Linked DNA regions of Pan troglodytes: region 2 is linked to region 1. The links are chromatin contacts, called in public HiChIP or PLAC-seq maps. All regions are on one chromosome and are shown on one strand. The core of a region is the stretch at or near the end of the contact, and the rest is flanking DNA. Distances in the headings are between cores, read along the strand shown. Region 1 holds the start of MAT2A (methionine adenosyltransferase 2A). Region 2 holds the start of ELMOD3 (ELMO domain containing 3).

Region 1 (4,839 bases), core at 1,992-4,491:
AACACTGCTGAAGAAATCAAATATACCTAAACCATCGGACCTTCTAGAGAATGAACAGAATAGGGCTTAGTGTATAGTAAAATACAACTGGAGTTTAGGATTAGCAGGAATATTCTAGGAGTTTCTTCAAACCTCACAGCTGTTACCTAGAAAAAAATGAGCAAAATCATTAAAACACACCTTTGGAAGAATCATCATATCCAATGTGTTTAACAGCTTCACGAACCACTTTCTGGTAGTCAACAGCAGCTCTGGATGTAATTTCCCCAGCAAGAAGGATCATTCCAGTTTTAGCAACAGTTTCTAATAAAAAGAGACATTCAACTCAAACATCACTTCTATAAAAATAATTTTTATGCTATCTTTCCACCAGTTGATAAGCACATTCTGAACCTACCACAAGCTACTTTGGCATCAGGATCCTGCTGAAGGTGGGCATCAAGGACAGCATCACTGATCTGGTCACAAATCTTATCTGGAAAAGAGAAATTCCTGGCTCAATTTCTTTAACTTTAAACAAAGTATGTATGTATGTATGCAAGCTCCCTCCCTGTTACTATCTGTAAAATCTTTGGAGATTTTAAAAAACATGCTTAATACGTCTTAATTCACTGTATATGCACTTTCCTCCTAAAATTCAAAGTTTGCATTATAAATCTAATCACCAGAAAGGTGAACTGTTAGTCCTATATCCTTTAAAGAACAGAATTTGCCCTATATCATATTCACTTCCACAACTGTACCAAACCCCTCTGCACCTGGGAGTCTGGTAGAACTGAGGCCACAGGTAGGCCAGTTTCCCTAATCTTAAGGAACACCAATTATAATGAGCAACAAGATAATTCAATTAAACAATTAAATGAAAAGCATTTTCTGACTAAAATGGCAATTATCTGATTTTGCTGTTAGGAGTTGCGCAGGAAACAAAAGCTCAACAGTGTAGAAAATGCTCAAACGTATTCCGAATCCATGTCTCCCTGCTTTGTCATCTATTGTTAGGAGGGAGAACAAATATCTCCCTAATTCAAGTTCGTTTTTCTGAATTTTCTATAACCGCCTAAAACAGAATCCAAATATAATGTGGAAGCCAGACTGCAGGCTCTGAACTTCGGTCTACTACTAACTGGTGTAACAGCTAACCTTCAGCACTCATCAAGATCCTGGGTTTGTCCTCTCATACCACTAAGTTACTTGTGGGATTTCATCATGGGCACAGTAAACTGACCAGACCCTAAAGCCACCAGATAGCTAGCTACTGCGGTCATCCTAAGGGCAGAAACAGCCTAAAGAGCCAAATAATCATCTTTACTAGCCGATATGCTCAGGCTGAGATTCTCAGTTCCTGGAAATAGCTTTACTCCTCCTTCACGTGCCAATTGATCCCCATAATGGCGGTTGAGCGGACAAAGCCTCAAGTAAAACCCTGCACCGAAGACTTTAAATGCGAACCCAAAGCAATGGCAGCTCCTAATTCATGCTTCCCATCCTTTTCACAAGGGGTCCAAATAAGGACTGCCTTCTTGGACATGCGCTATATTTAGTCAGAGGCCGTCACCTTGGAGGCAAGGCCATATCCGCCGAAGGGCATGTGCGTATTCTCCAGTGTGTAGTCAAGACCTAACCACTGAGGCAGTGGAGCCAGACGACGTCCCAAGGCATAGGCCCCCCACCCCTCAAACTGAGGGCCAGGACAGCCGGGGAGGCCCACGGCTCCCCCTCGCCCAGACACCACATGCGGCAAACACGTGGTCGCCGCTGCAATGCGGGGCGCGCGCTCCCGAGGGCCGGACGCGAGCACGCGGGGCGGGTCGCCCACTCCAGGTTTGTCAGACGGCAGGGCCGGGAGGGGTTAACAGTGCCCTCCCTTCCCGGCCAGAACTCACTAGCGACCACAGCCCCCGCCCTTCACGTTTTCTGGAACCTTCCGCATGCCTAGGCGCGCGACCGAATGGAAAGGGAGGGGGGGAAGGGAAGGGTGGAGAGGGGAGGGGGAAGAGGAGCGGCGGCCACGCGCCAGGCCCTGGCGGCGCCACGAGGAAAGCGCGCGGTCGCCGCTCTTCCCATCACCCGGCGGACGAGGACGACCCGCGCGGGCCCCACCACCGGCCGGCCGCAACCAGCCGGACCTTGGCGCTGCCTTCTGCCCCGCCCCACGCTTCGCTTCAGGCCGTCCCCTCACCTGGGTGGCCTTCCCCGACCGACTCTGAGGTGAAAAGGAACGTGCCCTCCTCGATGAACGCCTCGTGGAAGCCGTTGAGCTGTCCGTTCATGTTGGTGTCGGTGTGCGGAAGTGGCCTTACGAAGGAGCAGCGGCGAGGCGGCAGCGGCTGCGAAATGCGCAAGCTGCGGACAGCGTCCTACTCGTAGCAGGCGGGCGGCGCGGAGCGAACGAAGCGGCGGGCGGTGCGGCCCGGTATTTATAGAGCAGCGCCCGCGCGCGCCCGGCTCGGGCCCCGCCCCTCGGCGCCGCGCGCCAATGCAGCACTTGCGCGGGGGTCGGAGGAGGAAGGGCAGCTCGCTCCGCGGAGTCCGGGCTGAACCACACTGCGCGGCCGCGGGAGGTGCCGTGGCAATCCAGCCCTCCAGAGACCGTTCAGCTATCTTGAGCCGCTAGAGCTAGGGGAAAAATGCAGACGCGAGGAGACGGGGGGGTTTGCTCTTCCTTGTTTCATGTGGGAGAAAAAGCGACTGGGGCTTGCTGGACCCGCTCCCCTGTGCGGTGACATGGCACCTCCCTTCCGACCGTTGGCCGGGATAGCTTTCCCGGAGGTCGCGTCCCCCAGCGGAGGCGGCGGGAATCGCGGAGGTTTTGTGCTGCGGCTGGGGTCTTTCTGGCCGTCCCGCCTCTAGATGCCGGGTGGCAGGGAGCCGGTGGCGGTCGGCCATGTGAAGGTGGCCATCTTGGCCGGCCAGCGAGGGCTCCTCACGGCCTTCCTTCGGCCTCCCTGCCCGGCTTGTTGCCGGCCCCGGGATATCTGAGGGGCGCAGGCCCACCTTCTAGTCGTTTCCTGGTGAATGGCTCTGCTGAAGATGGCCGGAAAGCAGATTAATGAGGGTGCTGCCATCGATTTAAACAATCGCTCTCCTGCCCGCTTCCCTGCGCTAAAGTTTCTGAGGGATCCTCACCCTTCGTGGTTCGTGGACTTAAAGTGGAGGCAGCGCTCCAGCCTTTCCCTCCAGAGAGAAAGGAGGCCGCTCCCAAGTCCGTCCTTGCCCCGTGGCCTTCCTGTTCCTTTGAAAGGGGGGGGAGGGGAATCGATGTTTCAATCCTCTGGTCAGGAGAATATGGAACGAACATTTCTTTTTTGGTGGGTGGGGGCTATTCGTTCCCTTGAATGTGCTTAAGCAGATCTCTTGACGGCGTGGAATGGGCTGTTTCATGAAGCTTTCACTTTAAAATGTCCACCTGCGTTTGTCCCAGTTTTGCCCAATAAAGGAATTACAGGGAAAAAGAGCGAAACAAAACTTGAACCAGCAAGGAGTATGGAGTCCCGTTTGGAGGGAGCCCGCCTTGGGGGCGGGGGTCTCTGCAGCTTGTTCTGGGGCTGGGCCTCGGTGCAGGTCTGGTCGGGCTGGTGGCCTGGTGGCCCTGAGCGGGGCGCGTGACAAGAACGCCGGGTTTAATGAGGTTCTCAGGGAACGGCCTGCTCCTAGCATGGGATGTACTTTACGCTGGGGAGGTGAAGGAGAGACCCCTAGTAACAGTCTCCAGCTGTCTACTGCTGGAGGCAGTAGAACAAGGTGCATTCCCAAGAACAATCCTCTCCGCCGGTGCAGGAGGAAAGGTGGGATTTGCTAAAGGCTCAGTGGGAAACAAAGGAAGCACTTGGGCTGTGCTGGGGGCATCGACAAAGAAGATAAAGGGCTCCTCCCCAGACTCAGTGACCACATCCACGGTCGCTCAAAGCAGGCAGCAAGAAAAGGTTCGACCACAAAAGAGACAATAGGTGATGATATTTTTATTCGTTGCTTTTTACTTTTCAAGCTAACCCTTCATGGGAAAGTAACTGTATAAGACTATTAAAATTTTTTGTTATTTTTTAAAGCAGAATGCCAATTTATTAACTTACAATGTGTAATAAAATTGTCAACTGGAACAAAATGCGTGTGTAGGCTGGTCAGTGCATTATCTCCCAGCAGAAAAATCTATATGGGAAGCCAGAATATAACTGGAAGGTTATTTTATTAGAGAGTCAGAACAAGGAGCGTAAAGTCAATGATTGGCTCATTAAATCCTGATACCCCTGTGCTACCAACTCCACAGTGGGGCTAGGCCTGCCAAGGAGATGAGATTTAGCTGTACATAGTTGCTTACCTACTTCTCTCACTTGTGAATAGTGTGTAGGTGTAATACAGTAAGAGTAGGGGTTTGGAGTCACGACCTCTCTATGCATCAGTATCCTCGTTCTGTAAAATTGGAATATTAATAGTACATCATAGGATTGTTTCAAGGATTGAAATAGTGCAAGTAGAGTCTTTAGCACAGTATCTAGTACATAATTTGTTTTAATGTAAGCTGTAAAAAAGTTAACTATATTTCCTGTGAATTACTTTTCAGTGGCTTTCAATTGCTGTCGGGATACGGACTAAAATCTCTACATACTCAAGGCCCCAGTGTGATTTGGCTGCTACTTCTGCAACCTTATCTTGTGCCACACTCTCCTTTCTGTGTTCTACTTGAACTTGTTTTTTAGTAGCAGTTAATTTTATTAATTTCATAGTATCAAAACAAAGGAGGACACATTTTCATTTATTTTATATTATTCGTATTGTCCCTTCCTCCCTTCCACAAATATTTATGAGCACATCTGTGAGTCAGACCCAGGAGCAAATGCTATA
Region 2 (4,484 bases), core at 297-2,796, 180 kb after region 1:
AACAATGGTAGAAATTCAAAATGCAACACGATGTTCTAACCTTTCTCAGTTATCAGCAATACTGTGCATGTGGCAGCTGGCTAGCCAGTTTGGGCAATTCTAAGTCTTTCATCTGACATTGCTTCCCTCAGGAAAAGGGCTGGACAAGGCTCATACCTCATCACAGGGGAATTGGACATCCGGAATGTCTGTCACATCAAAAATTGCATCCTAAGTGGGCAGATGGCCCACACACAACTGACAATCATAGTTCACAACTTTGGGTGACTAAGGAAGGAGGGTAGCCTCTCTATGAGGTCAGCCCTCCACTGTGGTAATAATGATCAGGATTCCATAAAAACTGGCTGCTGGTGTCAGGATGCTTTGATTCTTAACACTGAGTGGAAGAATACCTCCTGGCTCTTGGGCTTGACATGTGGCTCACTGTAATCCTGGGGACAGGGCAATGCCCCCTTAGTCCTGGCACCCCAGGAACTAAACTGCTCTCACTGTGGCCTCTGGGGCCTCAACATCTGCCTCCCCTTTCCTTTTCCTCCATCATGGCCTCCATGACAGCCTATGACAAAACACACATTGGCCAGCCTTGGCAAGGTGACAGGCGGGTATGGTAATAGCAATCTCAGGAGGGCTCTTCTGTTGCTGTGTAGAAAATGAACCAAGTAGCATAGAATCGTGACCAGCTTTCCACACCTGGCTGGAGCACTCCTGGGGCCTTCAGTAGGGAAAGTTACTATCTGTAGCAGAGAAGAAAAGAGCAACAATTCCATTAAACAAGGAAGTACTCAAAGGCAAATTCCTGATAGTTGGACCTAAGGAAACGGCCTTCCTGTAAAAATGGATCCTTCTCCAATCAAGTATTCATTATGCACCCTCTTTAGGCAAGGAGGGGGTATGATTCTTCAACTGCTTGCTGGAGGTTAGATTCTCTGCATAGGAATTTAAATTAGATGGGCCCTTCGCTGATCCTTTCACCGTGCTTGTCCATGGGCGGCTCCCCGTCCCCCAGGTTCCCCACGGATGGGGTGTCATTAGGGACCCGCCATAGAGGACTCCGTCCCAGGCGGGCCCCCAGGACAAAACTATGGGCCACTTTGAGGGGCACAGAGACAGACGCTCACCGGTTGTGATGCGCAGGTAACAGGGAGCTCAATTCATCATGACACCCAGTCAGACAGGGGCTGTGAGCAGCCTTTGGACAGAACTTTCGCATAGCCTGGAGGCGTAAGACGAGGAAAGCAATTTAACACCTCAAGGCAGCGAGTCCAGGGCAGAGCTAGGACCAGAACTCAGGACTCCTGTCTCCCAGTCGGGATTCTCTTTCAGTCTTACAACTCTCGGCCTTGTCTCGCCCCATAGTGATAATTTCCACCGGATCACAGTCTCCCTCCCTCCTCAGGCCGGCTGCTAGCTCCGCACAGGCACCAACCACTCCCCTTGGCAAGTGTTAACGCGTTCTCACCGTTAACAGAGCTTTCCAAACTTGGGGGTCCCGCCGCCTCGGCTAGGCCTCATCTGCTCATGCGCACAGCCGCTTGCGTGTCGGCTCCCCTGGCCCCGAGAACTACATTTCCCAGTAGGCAATGGAAACCCAAAAGAAGTGCGGAGAGCCGGGAGGGTCAATCATCACCTGAGAGTTGGCTCTTCGCTGGCTGGCTGGTTAATCAGTGCTCAAAGCTGCCTCCGCCTCCTGACTGGAGAGCCCGGGCGGAGCCACAGTCCTAGAGGCTGAGCGCAGTCGGAGCTGTCCCATTTACCCGACCCGACGCCGGCGTGATGTGGCTTCCGCTGGTGCTGCTCCTGGCTGTGCTGCTGCTGGCCGTCCTCTGCAAAGTTTACTTGGGACTATTCTCTGGCACCTCCCCGAATCCTTTCTCCGAAGATGTCAAACGGCCCCCAGCGCCCCTGGTAACTGACAAGGAGGCCAGGAAGAAGGTTCTCAAACAAGGTAGCAGGAGGGACCCTGGGGTCCGGGGCTGCACTCGAGGCTTTCTCACAGATTTGGGTTCTCATTTTGCCAAGGCAGCCGCTACCAGACGTGGGCCTTAGTTTCCCCATATGTAAAGTACTAGGAGGGCTTCCTTGCACGTGGAGGAGCAAGTGTGCAACACTGTCGATAGCCTTTGCCCTAGTAGGCCCCGGGAATAGTAGTCCCAAGGGTGTGGTCATTGTCCTTGGTTTGCAAGGTGTTGGCACCCGCCCTGCCACTTGTAATCCCCGTGGCTCGTGGAACTGATAATCCCCGTGACTCATTCCTCCACTTGGTTCCAGGACCTTAACTTTTTCACCTACCCTCCCATGCGAGCTCAGGGGTGTGGGGGAGCAGCACAGAAATGCGTAGGAAATTGCGTTTTGCCCGTCCGGTGATTTAACAGGCTTTGCATGGTCCCAAATCGTAAGGATTGAACCCTAGTTCTGAAACTTTGGCAGAGGTTCAACAAGGCGCCTCAGGCTCAGAGCCTGCTCTCCACTCTCATCTTTGAAACATATTTTGTGGTTGCTTCTAGAGTTTAAAGAGTTCTGCTGCTTTAAAAAATAATGGATCACCTGTTTGATCTACGGAGTCCCTCTCACTTGTAAATTTTAGAATTCTCCGTGTCATATCTTGCTACACAATCGGAGACAGTACTGTTCTAAGTGGAAGGACTAATCATCTGGACTTCTGAGAACTGAGTTTTAGCTTGGACTCTGTCACTAATTTGCTGCATAACCATTAGCACCTACCTGGGCTGGTCTAAAAATGAGATGACTAGCTTAACTGCTTTTCAAACCGGATTGTGATCTATTAGTGGGCTATGAAATCAATTTAGTGAGTTGCAACTGGCATTATTTATTTATTTATTGAAACAGAGTCTCGCTCTATTGTCCATGCTAGAGTGCAGTGGCGCGATCTCCGCTCACCGCAACTTCCGCCTCCTGGGCTCAAGTGATTATCCTGCCTCTGCCTCCCGAGTAGTGGGCATGCCCAGCTAATTTTTGTATTTTTAGTAGAGACAGGCTTTCCCCATGTTGTCAAGGCTCTCGAACTCCTGGCCTCAAGCGATCCGCCCACCTCGGCCTCCCAAAGTGTTGGGATTACAGGCGTGAGCCATCACGCCCGGCCACAACTAGTATTTTAGAATGCAGTAGAATAGAAAATATCAGAGTGCATTATACATAGTTCCACTAAGTATTGCATTGTGACACTTGTTTCATGTATTTATCTTATATACTTACATGTGAAATTTTTTTTTACTATTGATCTCTCTAAAAACATTAAAAAAATAAGCAGTTTGCCAAGTTCTCTTGTATCTTGAAACATCCCAGATCTCAGTTCTTTGCCAGTGATTGTTGAAGAACAGATCTTGTGTCGGAAGTACCCATATAGCACCACTTGCTATCCAGTTTTGTCTTCTGAGAAGGTGCTGCCTCCCTCAGCACTGCCCCCAGACCTTCCCTATGGGAGGGGCTGGTGCTGTGATTTCTCAGAGCTGCAGCCTCTGAGCAGTTCTGTCCTGCCCAAGCCTTTTCATCAGGACCTGGAAGAGCCACCATAAGACCCAGCTATTCCACTATTGCTTGCAGACCCTGCATCTTCCAAAGAAACCCGGCTTGTGGGCTGGTGTGTTGGCTCATGCCTGTAATCCCAGCAATTTGGGAGGCCGAGGTGGGTGGATCACTTGAGGCCAGGAGTTCAAGATCAGCCTGGGCAACATAGCAAGACTTTGGCTCTATAAAACATAAAATAGGCGGGGCGCGGTGGCTCATGCCTGTAATCCCAGCACTTTGGGAGGCCGAGGCAGGCGGATCACGAGGTCAGGAGATCGAGACCATCCTGGCTAACATGGTGAAACCCCATCTCTACTAAAAAATATTAAAAAAAAAAATTAGCCGGGCGTGGTGGTGGGCACCTGTAGTCCCAGCTACTCGGGAGGCTGAGGCAGGAGAATGATGTTGAACCCAGGAGGCGGAGCTTGCAGTAAGCGGAGATTGCGCCACTGCACTCCAGCCTGGGTGACAGAGTGAGACTCCGTCTTAAAAAAAATTAAATACATAAAAATAAAAATAAAATGGCCCAGCATGGTGGCATGCACCTGTAGTCCCAGCTACTCGGGAACCAGAGGCAGGAGGATTGCTTGAGGCCAGGAGTTCAAGGCTGCAGTGAGCTGTGATCACATCACTGCACTTCATCCTGGGCCATAGTGAGACCTTGTCTCAAAAAACAAATAAGCAAAACCCCAAATCTGCCTGGCTGGTTCTGAGTATTCCCAGGTAAAATGTTTGAAACATGTTAGTCAAGAGTTCTATGCCAAACTGCTCTAGAGGTTTCTTGCACTGTACAAGCTAGAGAAGTCTTCTTTGGTTTCCCTATCTTTGCTATTTCCCTGCCCCTGCCTGAGAAACCCACCCTTTGGCCCTTCTGCTGTAGCTTTTTCAGCCAACCAAGTGCCGGAGAAGCTGGATGTGGTGGTAATTGGCAGTGGCTTTGGGGGCCTGGCTGCAGCTGC

What was found. HiChIP or PLAC-seq counts read pairs in DNA pulled down with a chosen protein or histone mark.
Region 2: an H3K4me3 HiChIP or PLAC-seq map of stem cell-derived excitatory neurons shows a contact between it and region 1, with 2.8 times the contacts expected there. The contact joins the promoter of ELMOD3 here to the promoter of MAT2A in region 1. A contact is called at or near these places in 1 of 7 Hi-C or Micro-C datasets (stem cell-derived neural progenitor cells) and 1 of 1 datasets of contacts at active chromatin or transcription factors (stem cell-derived excitatory neurons).

What each region holds. Positions count from the first base shown.
Region 1 is chr12:37,212,410-37,217,248 of NHGRI_mPanTro3-v2.0_pri, forward strand. MAT2A (methionine adenosyltransferase 2A) reads right to left here and starts at 3,242. Exons shown (of 9, transcript XM_001167501.8): 1 at 2,180-3,242; 2 at 398-475; 3 at 181-303. The coding sequence starts at 2,270.
Region 2 is chr12:37,392,497-37,396,980 of NHGRI_mPanTro3-v2.0_pri, forward strand. ELMOD3 (ELMO domain containing 3) reads right to left here and starts at 1,547. Exons shown (of 13, transcript XM_063789693.1): 1 at 1,460-1,547. It overlaps RETSAT (retinol saturase), which reads left to right and starts at 1,566. Exons shown (of 11, transcript XM_525801.6): 1 at 1,566-1,945; 2 at 4,406-4,484. The coding sequence starts at 1,774.